2 separate regions of the Danio rerio genome follow, and region 1 is linked to region 2. A link is a contact called in public Hi-C data. All regions are on one chromosome and are shown on one strand. Each heading gives the region's core, a stretch centred on a gene start, on an enhancer-like site or on the middle of the called end of the contact. The rest is flanking DNA. Distances are from core to core; before and after follow the strand shown.

What was found. A called contact is a pair of places that touch in the nucleus more often than the background predicts.
Region 1: a contact with region 2 is called in a Hi-C map of hematopoietic stem cells, with 4 times the contacts expected there. The contact joins the promoter of ube2na here to the promoter of bmal2 in region 2. A contact is called at or near these places in 2 of 18 Hi-C or Micro-C datasets (caudal fin and hematopoietic stem cells) and 1 of 4 datasets of contacts at active chromatin or transcription factors (gastrula embryo).

The regions. Positions count from the first base shown.
Region 1 is chr18:17,154,611-17,161,304 of GRCz12tu, forward strand. It overlaps ube2na (ubiquitin-conjugating enzyme E2Na), which reads left to right and starts at 2,399. Exons shown (of 4, transcript NM_213486.1): 1 at 2,399-2,534. The coding sequence starts at 2,505.
Region 2 is chr18:16,987,066-16,994,189 of GRCz12tu, forward strand. bmal2 (basic helix-loop-helix ARNT like 2) reads right to left here and starts at 1,997. Exons shown (of 17, transcript NM_131578.2): 1 at 1,631-1,997. The coding sequence starts at 1,688. It overlaps LOC141378736 (a long non-coding RNA gene), which reads right to left. Exons shown (of 3, transcript XR_012393999.1): 3 at 6,343-7,124.

The DNA of each region.
Region 1 (6,694 bases), core at 1,149-3,648, 170 kb after region 2:
GGGCATAGTAAAAATATTGATTGAAAATTAACTAATTAACGCAAAGTAATTAATTAATTGATTAAACAAACTCTTTATAGGGTTATTGTATGTTAATACTGTGAATAAAGGCTTCAATAGGCTTAAAAATTAATTTGTTAAACTAAACTCAAAGTGAAAACAAAAGCTTTTATCTTAGGTGATCCTAATTTCTTAATGTCTAATAATATATTAGAAATTGTAGTTGTAAACTAATTACCAGTCATAAATGTTATACGAAATGGAGTTACTAACTAATATAATTAAGTTTTATAAACATAGAAACTGAAATAAATGTAATTATATCTCACTGTTGATTTTAATCCATTCAAATCAAACATTAACTCATGTTGCTGCTAATTTTACTCATAATATTCCTAATATTACCAACATTTACTCATGCTGTGACATTATTCTAAAGTTTCACCTTTTGCACTTTATCATCCTTTTGCAATTTAATTTGAGTATTTAATACTGTGCTCCATTGTTTTTTAGGGTTGTAAAAGCATCAGCAGTTAATCACAACAAAACAATTTTTTAGCGGCATAAGCAAAAGTGCAGAAATTTTTCTGAGTTTTAGGTTTTGGGATAGGTTTAGGTTCAGGGTACAGACTGGTGGTTAACTCAATAACTCCAACGGAATGTCCTCATTAAAAGCTCTCTCCCTCTCCCTCTCCCTCTCCCTCTCGTGTGTTTTGAAAATTTAACATCTTAACTCCTGATAACTCCTTTTTTTTTCAACACATCCCATAATTTCTAAAATAACAGCCTCTACCAAATGGTAGATATCTCGATTTAAGGTAAAAGTAGCAGAATTAATACATATACTATGGAAAATCTAAAAAAAATATGAAGTGCAAGACCAATTTATTTAAAAACATAACAAAAATAAGACATTTTTGAATACTAAATCATCTTTTTTTATACCATAAAATATTTTAGCTTTTAATTTAGCACAGTAATTTACATGTTTTGTTGTTGTTGTTTTATTTACAATGACACTAAAATCAAGGGCGAAGCAGTGGCACATTAGGTAGTGCTGTCGCCTAAAAGCAAGAAGGTCGCTGGTTCGAGCCTCGGCTCAGTTGGCGTTTCTGTGTGGAGTTTGCATGTTCTTCCTGGGTTTCCTCCGGGTGCTTCGGTTCCCCCCACAGTCCAAAGACAAGCAGTACAGGTGAATTGGGTAAGCTAAATTGTCCATAGTGTGTGTGAATGTGAGTGTGGATGTTACCCAGAGATGGGTTGCGGCTGGAAGGGGATCCGCTGCGTAAAAAACTTGCTGGATAAGTTGGCGGTTCATTCCACTGTGGCGACCCCAGATTAATAAAGGGACTAAGTTGACAAGAAAATGAAGATGAACTAAAATCAAGTGTAGGAGTGCAACAGGATTGTTTGTTAGATTTTTTTGTAAACCAACAATGCTGTTTAGTGTAAATTATTATTTAAAACATTAATTCAAACAATATAAAACACCGATACACATTTCAGCATTATCTTTTAGTGCAAAAGCGCGAGTGCTTCCTAAAGATGAAACTTAATCAGGTTTAGTTAGATACTCCTAATATAGTCAGTCAAAATATAGTCAACCATTTGGTCGAGCAGGCAGTTAAATTAATATATAAATACAACTTTTGAGGATACTTTATCAATATATTTTTTCAAATTAATCAAATATTTTTATTAACTCATAATGTAAAATCCAGAAAACTGATAATGGCTCTGATCAGCTGTCTTTATGAATACAAAACTTTTTTTCCCCTTTTTATTTTTATTATAAACAATGATCTGCAAAATATTGTAAAATCTGTGAATGTGTTCATTGATGTTTTCAGTGGTAATAACCACATTTTTCTCCAGCTATTATTTATTTCATTCAATGAAGGGTTTCAATCAGACTTAACAAGGCAAAAGTCACTATACAAATACACTTTGGAAAAGAGTACGAATTGCTGTTTTAGTACTCCAGGGGTTTAACTTTTTCCAATAAGAGACGCCAGTTAATTTCCCAGTGCTGTGTTGCGGCTGGAAAGGCATCTGCTACATAAAACATGTGCTGGATAAGTTGTCGGTTCGTTCCGCTGTGTCGAATCCTAACTAATAAAGGGAGTAAGCCGAAAAGAAAAAAAAAAGACACCAGTTTAACGTGTCATTTTAGGAATGTAGTTAAACCAGTTACCTGAAGGACTGAACCATTAAAAACTGAAAATTATTTGAGTAACTAGTCAAAACCTGTAAGAAATTCGTCCAAAAAACTTCATTATAACGGACTATCTAGATTCATGTCGGTTGAAAAAAAGAGAGAGCTTTCCTTCTAAACAAAACTACAACTTCCATATCATCTTCATCATCGTGAAAAGCGTACGTTTCCGCGTGCGTCTGGACGCACCGCGCCGGAAGGCGTGTGTCTGTGCACTGCGTCTCCGCCGTCAATGCAAACGAAGTAAGAGGCACCGTGAGTCAAAGCTAAAATCCGCATTCAAGACAAGATGGCAGGGTTGCCCCGCAGGATCATTAAGGTAACCGTGAAGTGAGACACACTGCACCTTTTCAGTCTTTCGTTTTTAACCATAATACTACTAAATCCTCTTCTATATATGAAAAGATCCGCCAAAGAGAAGCGACAGCTGGCTTAGCGTTTGGCACTCTGTTTGTTAGCCACTTCCGTTTCGGTACATTCATCGTATCCCGAATATGGGTGGGTTAAAAATACATCCACCGCTGTGAAAGATGGCGGTGGGCCTCTGTCTTATTCATTATTCATTAATAATTTGCACAACTAATCAAAATGATGGAGAAGTGAGAGTCGTTCCTGCAATGGAAGTGTACATGAAGCGGTGCGCTCGCGGTCATTCATTGCTGGAGCTCGAGCTGTTTGGGAGCTCTCGAGCTAACCCCTCCAGACGGCTAGCTAGGCTTACAAACTTGGACAAATTATCTAGTTTAAACAACTGCACAATTAGGTTTCATACATATGGGGTAATTTATCTATTTTCCCGAGTGCACGATGATTATTAGACCATTTACGACGCGATTATGAGCAAAATAATTCGGCTAGCTCGCTTCCTGTAGGCTAGGGAAGCAGTTGCGGCGCTAAATAAGCTAATGACTGCAGGCCCAAGACTGAAGAAATGTCATATAAAATAGAGGATTATGTTATCAAGACGTTTATTAAATAAACGCTCGTCCTTAATGAGAGATGTTGTTTATTCCCAATGAGAGATTAATAATTTGCAACGCCGAAATAAAGAGACAATTTACACATTAGATTTACCATGGATTTGTAAAGCTCTAAGTTAATGACGATGTTTTTGTGTCTTATTTTAATCACTTGTTTAACTATCATTTTTAATACAAACACCATGGTTAAACTATTGTAGGTTAACAAAATGTTGTTTGTATTTGCATTCAAATTTAGAGAGAATGAAAGTAACAATCTTCATACACTTTCACAATGCTGTGACAAATGCTGTGCACATGACTGGAGCTGTCAGCATTTAGCATTTATAGTCTCCCTTTCTGGTCAACAGAAAAATATCAAATATTTTGTAACAACGTAAGGAAGCACACATAATGGTAGAGTTTTCATTACAACAACATGGATTCACACTTTGCAATTAAAGCAAAACTGCATTTGTATATTGTAGTACAGTTCTTTTGAATATATAGACAGAAAGTCGTCTAAACTTCGCTTAGTCTACTTACAAATTTGACTGAAATATGAATGCAACATTGACAAAAATGACAACTCATTTTTCTTTATTTTTTAACCTCTCAGTGTAAAGATTAATGACTGTTGAAATGACAATCATCTTGCTGATAAAATCAAAACTATCAATATATGTTTCTGCATAATTCAGGTTTAAATTGCATGTTTGCTTCACCCACTTCTACATAAGCAATTTTCAGGCAAGAGGGAGGAAACCGTTTGATTAATTTCAGAAATATACATTTCGTCAGACTGCCGTTTCAGTGGGTTTTCATGTGAATAGGTTGGTTGTGAAATGAATCGATGTGAGTAGGAGGGCTGGGAACGCATCTTTGATGGCCTTTTTCTCATGCATGAGACCATGACATGAGCCCCTCTCTTGTCTGTGTTTGCTCTGCATGGTTTTGTCTGTGGGTTTTTAGAAACGTGAGGAATTTCATACTGAGGTCAATGTATTTGTATAAGTTAACTGGAAAAAAAATGGCAAAGGCTTCTGTGTCTAATGTAAACATTATTGGTGGGACATTTCAGTCAAAAACAAAAACCTCTAATTTTATTGTTCCGAACTTGTATGAGCTTTTTATTTCTGTGAATCATAAAAGATATTTTGAAGAATGTTAGTAACCACATTTTTTGTACTCATTTCTCATCATCGTCTGTTCATTGATATAAAAGTCATACAAGTTTAGACCCAGATGAAAGTGTGTAGATGATATACAATTTTTGGAGGGAAATGTATGTCTCTCTTTTTTTTTTGTATATTCAAATAATAATGTAATAGTTGTGATAATATACAAGTGTGATTCAGGACCACATAGCGTTAACACTGGGATCTTATTACCTTCTCAGGCATTATTTAGCAAGAATTATTGTACATTATACTAACAGTAAAGTATTATATATCACTGTTCAGAGTTTGGGGTTCTATATTTAAAAAAATAAGGTTTATTCAGCAGTAATGCCTAATAAGTTAGTAAAAAATATTAGCAAAAATTATGTCATGGCGATATATTTTTTAAATCATCAATGACTGTATATTTTTGAAAATAATAAATGATTCTCGAGCATCAAATCAGCATTGTTATGCAAATTTTTGAAAGATCATGGGACACTGACCTAAGGCTGGGCGATTAATCAAAGTAATCGAAATTGACATTCAGAATGTATAATCGATTACATTTTTCCAGGTATTTTTTTTTTGGTGGAGTCCCATGACCCAACTCTGTTAAGGATTTTTTATACTTATTTTGTTATGATTTGCTTATTATATTATTCTGAAAGTATACTTCTGCCAAGCGCATGTGTACAGGCCAGCGCAGCTTTCGCATGCCCGCACACTTCTCAAAAAAACGTTACTATGCGTCACAATGACGAAATAACACAAGCTTTGTGATTGGTCGTTTGGTAGTGGTGACAAGGGTGGGTGTTGCAAAGAGCCATGTTTTAGGCAATGTGTGTTTTAATTTCAGTTTTTCAGCGTTGATGTTCAATTAATAATCATAGATAGTGTAGGTTTCTATCAATTACATGTTATCCTTTATATTATTATGTAATATGTGACCATATTTGCTGTACAAAACCTATTAGTGAACTATGAACTCAAAAAACATAAAATAATAATAAAAAAATCATTTGTTTAATTGTAATCAAGTTAAAATGTTCAATTAATGGAGATTTTGATTTTAGGCCAAATTGCCCAGCCCTACTCTGACTAAAGTAACTGTTATTAATACAACGAAATAAAAATATTTTACAGTAGAAGTGTTCATCATTATTATATTGATTTATTTATTTTTGCCAATGCCAACCCCTCTTAGGATTATAAAATTATTCAGTGTTAGAATGTTTTACCATCTTATCATCATTTTATGGCAAAACAATCCCCATCCCTTGAACGAGGTTACAGAACAGGCATGGTAGCTTTTGGGGATGGGTTTGTGACACTGAGATTGTGATATCCTGTTTTTGGCTCGAGCTCTTGCTCAAATACCAAGCAGACAATTTTTTAGATGTCGTTTTCAGCAATGTGCAGCAGTTCTCCAGACTCAAGCATTCCTCAGGTGATATCAGATTCTCATTAGTCAGATGGGTGTGTGTTTCCAAAGGGCTTTAAGGTTCAGCCTTGTCTGAGTTGTACGCAGTGTGTGTGTCTGTCTGGATTGGACTGTAACGGCAGTCAGTTTAACCCTCAGAGTCTTGGTTTAAGATGAAACACTGATTATTTATGAGTAATGTGCACCGTTAAGGTCTAATGTCATACTGAATGTTATTAAGTGATGCAAGATACAGGGCATCATAAAATCTAAGAATGTAATAAAAACAATTAAACTGTGCCTATTATTGAAGTCATAAGACTTTTTTTTCTGATGTCATGCAAAGAAATTTACTCAACATTTATAGTGAATAACCAGCAATGTTTGTGGTGATGTAAGGCCATTCTCTGTTCCACTGAAGGTTAACTTTAGTACTGTTTTATCTGTAAATATTGTAGCTATTACATTGGTAGCTAAATTTTGGCAAAACATATGAATGGGAAAAGTGTTCAGCGTGTTGGTTTCACTCTCCCTGCTGCTAAAAGTCACTAGCTGCGTCCCAAATGGCACACTATACACTATGCACTCATGCACTATGTACTTATGCACTTACACACTCAACAGGAAAGTATATGTATGTAGTGTTGTCCCAAATGGCACACTAATGTTTTTTTACTAAGCGGAAATTCAAACCGTTTCCCTGATGACGTTTGACGGTCGCCAAATCAGTGAAATAAACGACTGACTTATCAAGTAATACCTGCCGTGAGTATTGCCGCATTTACCATCCGGAGGCGCTATAATCACTCTCGTAGGAGAATTTTGCTTTCACCATCCAAAATAAATAAAGTTATTCAACATGTGCGTCCGATCGCTCCGCCCCTTCCGCTACGTAAGCAAACCTGCGGTCGTTGAGTGCGTGAAGTGTCCATCATTA
Region 2 (7,124 bases), core at 747-3,246:
TAACTATACACAGAATAAAGCTTTAAAAGCAGAACAATAGATTCTAAACATTAGATCTCATTTATAAAGTGTGGCAAGTTTTGTGGCAATCATTCGTATTTTACTAAAATCGATGAAGGCATAAAGTAATTTGATGAGTTATATTTATTTGGTTAACTGTTTATTTAATATACAGCCATGATCATTAGCCTTAATGCCTATTATCCTCAAAACATTAGAGTTGTACTGATGCAGTAAAGCCTCTAAATGACTAAATGTTTAATTTAAAACATGACTACATAATTATTAGCTCTTTTTATGCAAAATAATAAGCCATGTTTTAGACGTCCATATTATTTTTAGACCAATTTTACAGATGTTTTAACTTCAGTATAAGAAATAAGTATTTGGTGGGAAATCTTTACTTTCAAACCATAACAACTGAAAACAATTGTTATTCTGACCAATTATTATTTTATAAAAAAGCTCGGATTTTTGGAAAAAAATGTTATAACATATTCGTAGAATAAAACATACAGTTGTCAGCAGTTGTCCATTTTGAAAATGGATATTTTTTTATCTATTTCTTAGTAAATATAGGCAATGAACTTTCATAGATTTAAACAAATTTACTAAACAAATATTTATAAAAATAATATTTTAGTCACCAAAGATATTCAGAAATTGAAAGATAATACAATTAAATCAAGCTAAATAGTGCAAAAAATGTTATAAAATTTCAACAATTTGTTTTTGCTTCTCTTGATTTTTTTTCTCCTTTTTAAATGTATATTTATTATTTTTCTAAAACATTTAAGTGTATTTTTATTGGACCATTATCATAAATTATTTTATTTGATAGGCTTCAGTATTGACTAATCAAATGTTTCCGCACATATATAAGGTTGTATCGCTTCCTATTATAAATATGAACTTAACAGATAGATTTGTGAGGGGTGTACTTACATATGCTGAGCAATGTATACAAATAATTGTGTTTGTGTGTCTTAAAAGATTCAAAATAACAACAACCCTAAATGAACCGGAATGATTAACAGATGAATCATACTCGCAAACAAAAACCGCAGCATTCTTTTTCATAACCACCGCAATGCAAAGGTAAACACAATAAATCAACATGTTTTTCCTGAAGATTTACTTCAAAACGTCGATAGTTTAAAAGAAATCGCCACAAACCAAATTTAAATAGTTAAAATACAAAACAAAAGAATAAAACAAACCCAAGACATTTAAACTAACGTTAGCATAATAATAACTAGCCGCAATGACCGAACGTGGCGGCAAAGAAAGTCTTACAAAGGCCTTCCAAAAACAACTACAGCACAGCTTTTCTACAGTTAAAAGCGACTGACAGGCAAATTTATGACTAAATGTGTGCTTTAACCTCAGCGGTAAAGCTTGAAAAGTGCCCCAGCCAGCGCACAGTTCCGACGCGCCTTTGCTCGGGTTTGCTCGAGTTCGCTCTACTGAACTACTGACCTACTTTCAGTGCGCAAACCAATCAGCGGGGAACACCGAGTGCTCCCTCTCCTCCGCCCGGCGCAACGCGCAATCCACACCAGCCCTGTCCGCGTCGACCGGAGAATTCCCGGGAGGACGAGTTGTTTTTTTGTTTGAAGCGACGAGTTACCTGTGTTTTCCCCCGTCGCTCCGTCACCGCCGCCAGCCGCTGTGTTCCTCGACGACATGGCTGGAGCCGGTACGCCGCGGCCCAGGGCTCCGATGCCGCATGTGGAGAACGAAGGCGGCGGTAGTTATTTGCAAAGAGGGGGGAGAAAGAAGAGAGGAGAGGTAAAGGCGGAAGGTGGGGGGGCGGCGAGGCCTGTGTAATTGCTTTAATTTTTTTTTCTTTACAACTAACTGAATTGGGAGGGTGGGCTGAGCGTAAAAACGTGCAAGGAGAGGACACGATGGAAGCAGGACAGTGGTTGAAATCCGGGGAAACGCGGAAGAAGACGACGCGCAATCTCCTCCTACCATCATCAACACCGCCTTCTCCTGTCCGCTCCCTCACGTTACTAACCTAGTAAGTCACGCGATATGTTATGCAAGCCGAGAAAAAATGCGGTCACGGATGCGATGGCGGTATGCGGTGCTGAAGTGAACGAGCGCCGGACGGATGGACGGTCGTCCTTTCAATTGTAGCAATGCAACTCAAGCAGAGCGCGTTCCGTTCCTGCAATATCAGATGTAGGTTTAAACTAGAAATGTTTGTTATATTAAGGTATTTGGTGAATGTGTACCAGTAACATTGCTGGGATGATTGTAATTAAACAAGTAGGTTAGTTATTATATTTATGTGAATGTGTCTGGATAGTTTTGCTTTAATGAATTAAATAATTAATTTGAAACACTCGTTTTGTGTCAACGTCTTGTTTCCATCTTTGACTAAAGGAAATCGAAAAGATTGGAAATGACCTTACTTGCAATATAAGAAATAAGTCTAAATAAGCTTGTTAATAATAGCCTTTACAGTTCATTCTTTTTAAAAGTAATACTCAATAAAACTAGAATAGGCCTACTATTTCAGTCATTTCCCTCCAGCAATTTACTCTTTATATTTATTGCTTCAAATGTTGTTAAAATAAAATTTGACAGTTTGAACTGGCATTTGACCTTATCAGCTTAAAACACTGTGATCTAAAGATACTGAATTGACGTTATCTTGGTCAGTGGTAAATCTCAAATATGATCACCCTCACGCAAATCCAAATTCACTATCATAAAAGTCATCTGTTTTCTTGGATAAAGAATCAATATACATCATTTGTTTGAATCTTTAAATCTGAAATACATTTTGGATTAGATATTGATTATTTTAGATGTATTATTATAATTTTATACAATTATACACAGTATTACTTTAATCTCATGTTATTTGTTTGCTTCTTTAAGTATGTTTTTTAATAATTTGAACTACCGGTCAAAAGTTTGGGGTCAGTTTTTTCCCCATGTTTTTTTGAAAAAAATTATTCTGATCATTTCCCAGAGATGGGTTGCGACTGAAAGGGCATCCGCTGCGAAAAAAACAAGCTGGATAAGTTGGCGGTTCATTCCGCTGTGGCGACCCCGGATTAATAAAGGGACTAAGCTGAAAATGAAGGAATGAATATTCTGTTCATCAAAAAATGTTAAATTGTTAAATATTTTATTACAATTGAAAATAACTGCTTTTTGTATTGTAGGTAGTTTCAAATGAAATGATCACAATTATTACTGATTTTATTGCTATTACCATTAATAAAAGTAATAATAATAACAATAATATTAATTAATATTACATTAATATTTGAAGACTGGAATAATGAAGCTGAAAATTCATCTTTAAAAGCACTGAATAAATTATTACATGGAATTATAAACTACTTTTGAACAGTTATTTAACAGTGCAATAACATTTCACAATTTCACAGTCTGTACTGTATTTTTAATGAAATAAATGCAGCCTTGGCGAGCAGGAGAAGCTTATTTTAAAACATTTAAAAATCCTACAGACCCCAAACTTTTGACCAAAAGTGCATTTTGTATATTTCAAGACAAATAAAAAATAATAAAATAAAAAAAAACAATATAAAATTATTAATAAAAAATATGTTTGCCAATTTAAGACTTTTAAAAGCTTTTTCTTCAAACATTTGCGGCCCCCTGGATGACCACAGTTTGAAAACCCCTCTAGGACTTCAAAACAATGATTGTTTAAGAGATGTTTGCAGGTTTTGATTGTTGAAACCATAAACTCGTCTTCTATAGCCAGAAAACAACTTTCACAACCAAGACTTTGTTTGTCAGCCTGTGTTTGAAACGGTTGAGTAGCCAACTCTGAACGAAAACATAAGCACTAGCGTCTTCTGCTGGACAAGTGTTGCATATGTTGATGCCAAGAAAACTCCTGGAAATTTCTAGCAAATTACTAATTCACTCACTGTCCTTCATGAATCTTGATTTATACTACACGGATAATCTGTATGAATGAAAGCATTTTTTTATATAAAGAGTGACTTTTACATAGTATGTTTAGGAAAGAGGAAGCCTGAATACAAATTATTTTACATCCTCTATTGTCTCGATCCACCATACATTTTACTTTTACATGAAAAAAATTGGCAGCCTCGTTGTTTCAAAGCAACTCAGCAAGCGCAGGAGTCAGACATTTGCCAAATGTTAGTTTTTAGTTTCTATTTGGTTGTTGTATGTTTTTTGTGTAATGATGTTCAAGGAAAGTTTTCGATTTTTTAACATTTTTTACTTTTTAAAATTACAAAATATAGTTAATAAAGTTAACCAAGTACTGCAGTGAGGTTATTTTTAAATGACCTAAAATATAATGTTTCCTAATAGTAAAACATTTTTAGAACATTCTGGGAATCAATCAATCAATCAATCAATCAATCAAAAAAAAAAAAAAAAAAAAAAAAAAAAAAAAAATATATATATATATATATATATATATATATATATATATATATATATATATATATATATATATATATATATATATATATATTGCTAGTTCAATATTGCAATCAGTTTTTTGCTTTTTCCGGGAAACAAACCCAACACAACAAATGCTTCAATTGAATTCATCAAACCAAATTTAATCCACTAGCAGATGTTACTGGGCAGCAAAGATTTGATGTCCTGAAAATGCATTAACACAAGAAGCATGACACTGTAAAAATGTTTATTAACAGCTGTATGACTAATGGAAATTGTTCTTGAATCATGCTGCTTTATTTAAGTTTATTTATACATTTATGTTGCATTATGGATCTTAATCTCTGTTCTATTACTTTTGATTTTAAAACAAATTTATGCAGCTTAAGTGTCCTTTAATGAACATTTTGGAAGTCCAAAATACAATATATTGTCAGGGTATATGGTGCAACAATTTTGCTGCCAGTGTTGAGTGTTTATGGGTACTGTAAAAATAAAAAATGTATGGTTTTTGTAAATGTAAAATGTCAAGACTAACTACTGTACAATGAAATTTAGTTTATGGGATAAAAATAACCTGCCTGACAGCTGCACACTGGCTCCTATTAACCACTAGATGTCCCTCTATTCTTTAAAAACAAAGTTCAATTGGACAAGCAGATCATTCGTTCTCTCATTTTCCTTCAGTCCTTTTTTTCACCAGGGGTCTCCACAGCAGAATGAACTGCCAACTTATTCAGCATATGTTTTATGCAGCGGATACCCTTCTATGCTGCAACCCAGTACTGGGAAACATCCACACACACACACACACACACACACACACACACACACACACACACACACACACACACACACACACACACACACACACACACACTACAGCCAATTTCATTCATTAATTTTCTTTTTGGCTTAGTCCCTTTATTAATCAGGGGTCATCACAGCGGAATTAGCCGTCAACTTATCCATCATATGCTTTACATAGCGGATGCCCATCCAGCCTCAACCCAACCATGGGTAACACCCACATTCATACACTACAGCCAATTTAGCTAATTCAATTCAACTATAAAGTACCACATGTCTGGAGCAGAGCACCCAGAGGAAACCCACGTGAAACGGGGAAAACATGCAAACTTTGATTATCTATATCCATATATTTCTGCCAATAAAGACCAAACATAGATATGTCAAAAAAATCTTCAGATAGATAAATGAAAATACATGCTGGAATAAAACAGTGGAGTAATTTAAAAAGTGTAATAAAATGTTTTTTCCCCTGCCTAATGAATACTCCTGTGGCGGAACCAATAACAATAATATAAAATAAAACAGGACCTGTTTAGATCTTAGTCCTCAGTTTAAAAAGATGTGATACGTGAATTGAATAAACTACAATGACCACAGTGTACGAGTGTGTGTGTGAGAGTCTATGAGTGTTTCCCAGTGTATGGAGTGCAGCTGGAAGGATGCATAAAACATTAGCCAAGGTAGTTAGCGGTTAATTAAACTACCACTGATAAATCAGGGACTAAGCTGAAAAGAAAATGAATGAATGAATGGCAGTAGTTAACACAACACCACAGTGTAGTTCGAGGTTTTTCAAAATAGGGTCTGGGGACCCCCAGATGGCCACAAGTGGGCGCCACCTGCGTTGTCCATAAAAAGGATTGGAGAAAAGGCATTAATAATGCAAACACACACACACACACACACACACACACACACACACACACACACACACACACACACACACACACACACACACAAAACACACACACACACACACACACACACACACACACACACACACACACACACATATATATATATATATATATATATATATATATATATATAACTATATACACACAGAAATATATATATTTATATATAATAATTCAATAATAAATAATCATTTAATTAAGGCAGCTATATTAACTTAAAGAAACACTACTTTAATTGTAGAATGATGATAATTATAAAATAAATAATACAAAAATAAGAAACAAATAAATGCAAAATGATTAAATAAACAATTTAATAAATATCAATTAATTTAATTCCTTGCATTCCATAAACTAAAAATGTAAATAAAATAGAAAATACAGTTTGACAGTAAAGTTAAAATATATTAATATAACTTAACAGAAACTAGACTTTTTCTTTTAAAAGAATATTTTAATTAATTTTTTAAATAATTTTTTTCCAGTATAAATAGCCTTTTGGATTTTAGGGTGGTGATCCCTTGCTTAAGAACAATTCTATTTGGTGTTGAAATCAATTAACCCCTGGTGTTTATTCCTGCAAACCAGCACAGTGTAATCAAAACCTCTTCATAGTCATTTTCAAATACCTGTTTTTTGTATGAGAACACAGTAAATCTTCAATTCTCACAGTCAATCCTGACTTCAGGCTTTGGCAGCCCATTATGTGCCAGATTTTCCTCAATGTAAACTGAAGAACCGAAGAACAAGCATCAGTGAAACACAGCCTGAGAGTCTAGCGCAACACCACACAGACTATAATGAATTTTTTACACCTCAATATCTGAATTTTTAAAGCATGCTGCATTTTTGATGATTATTGCACAAAAGAGGCTTTCGTGGAGAAAAAGGTGAAGTTCTCCAGCAACAGAATTACAATACAAATGCAGCTTTTCAACATCAGCTACAGCCCATCGATCC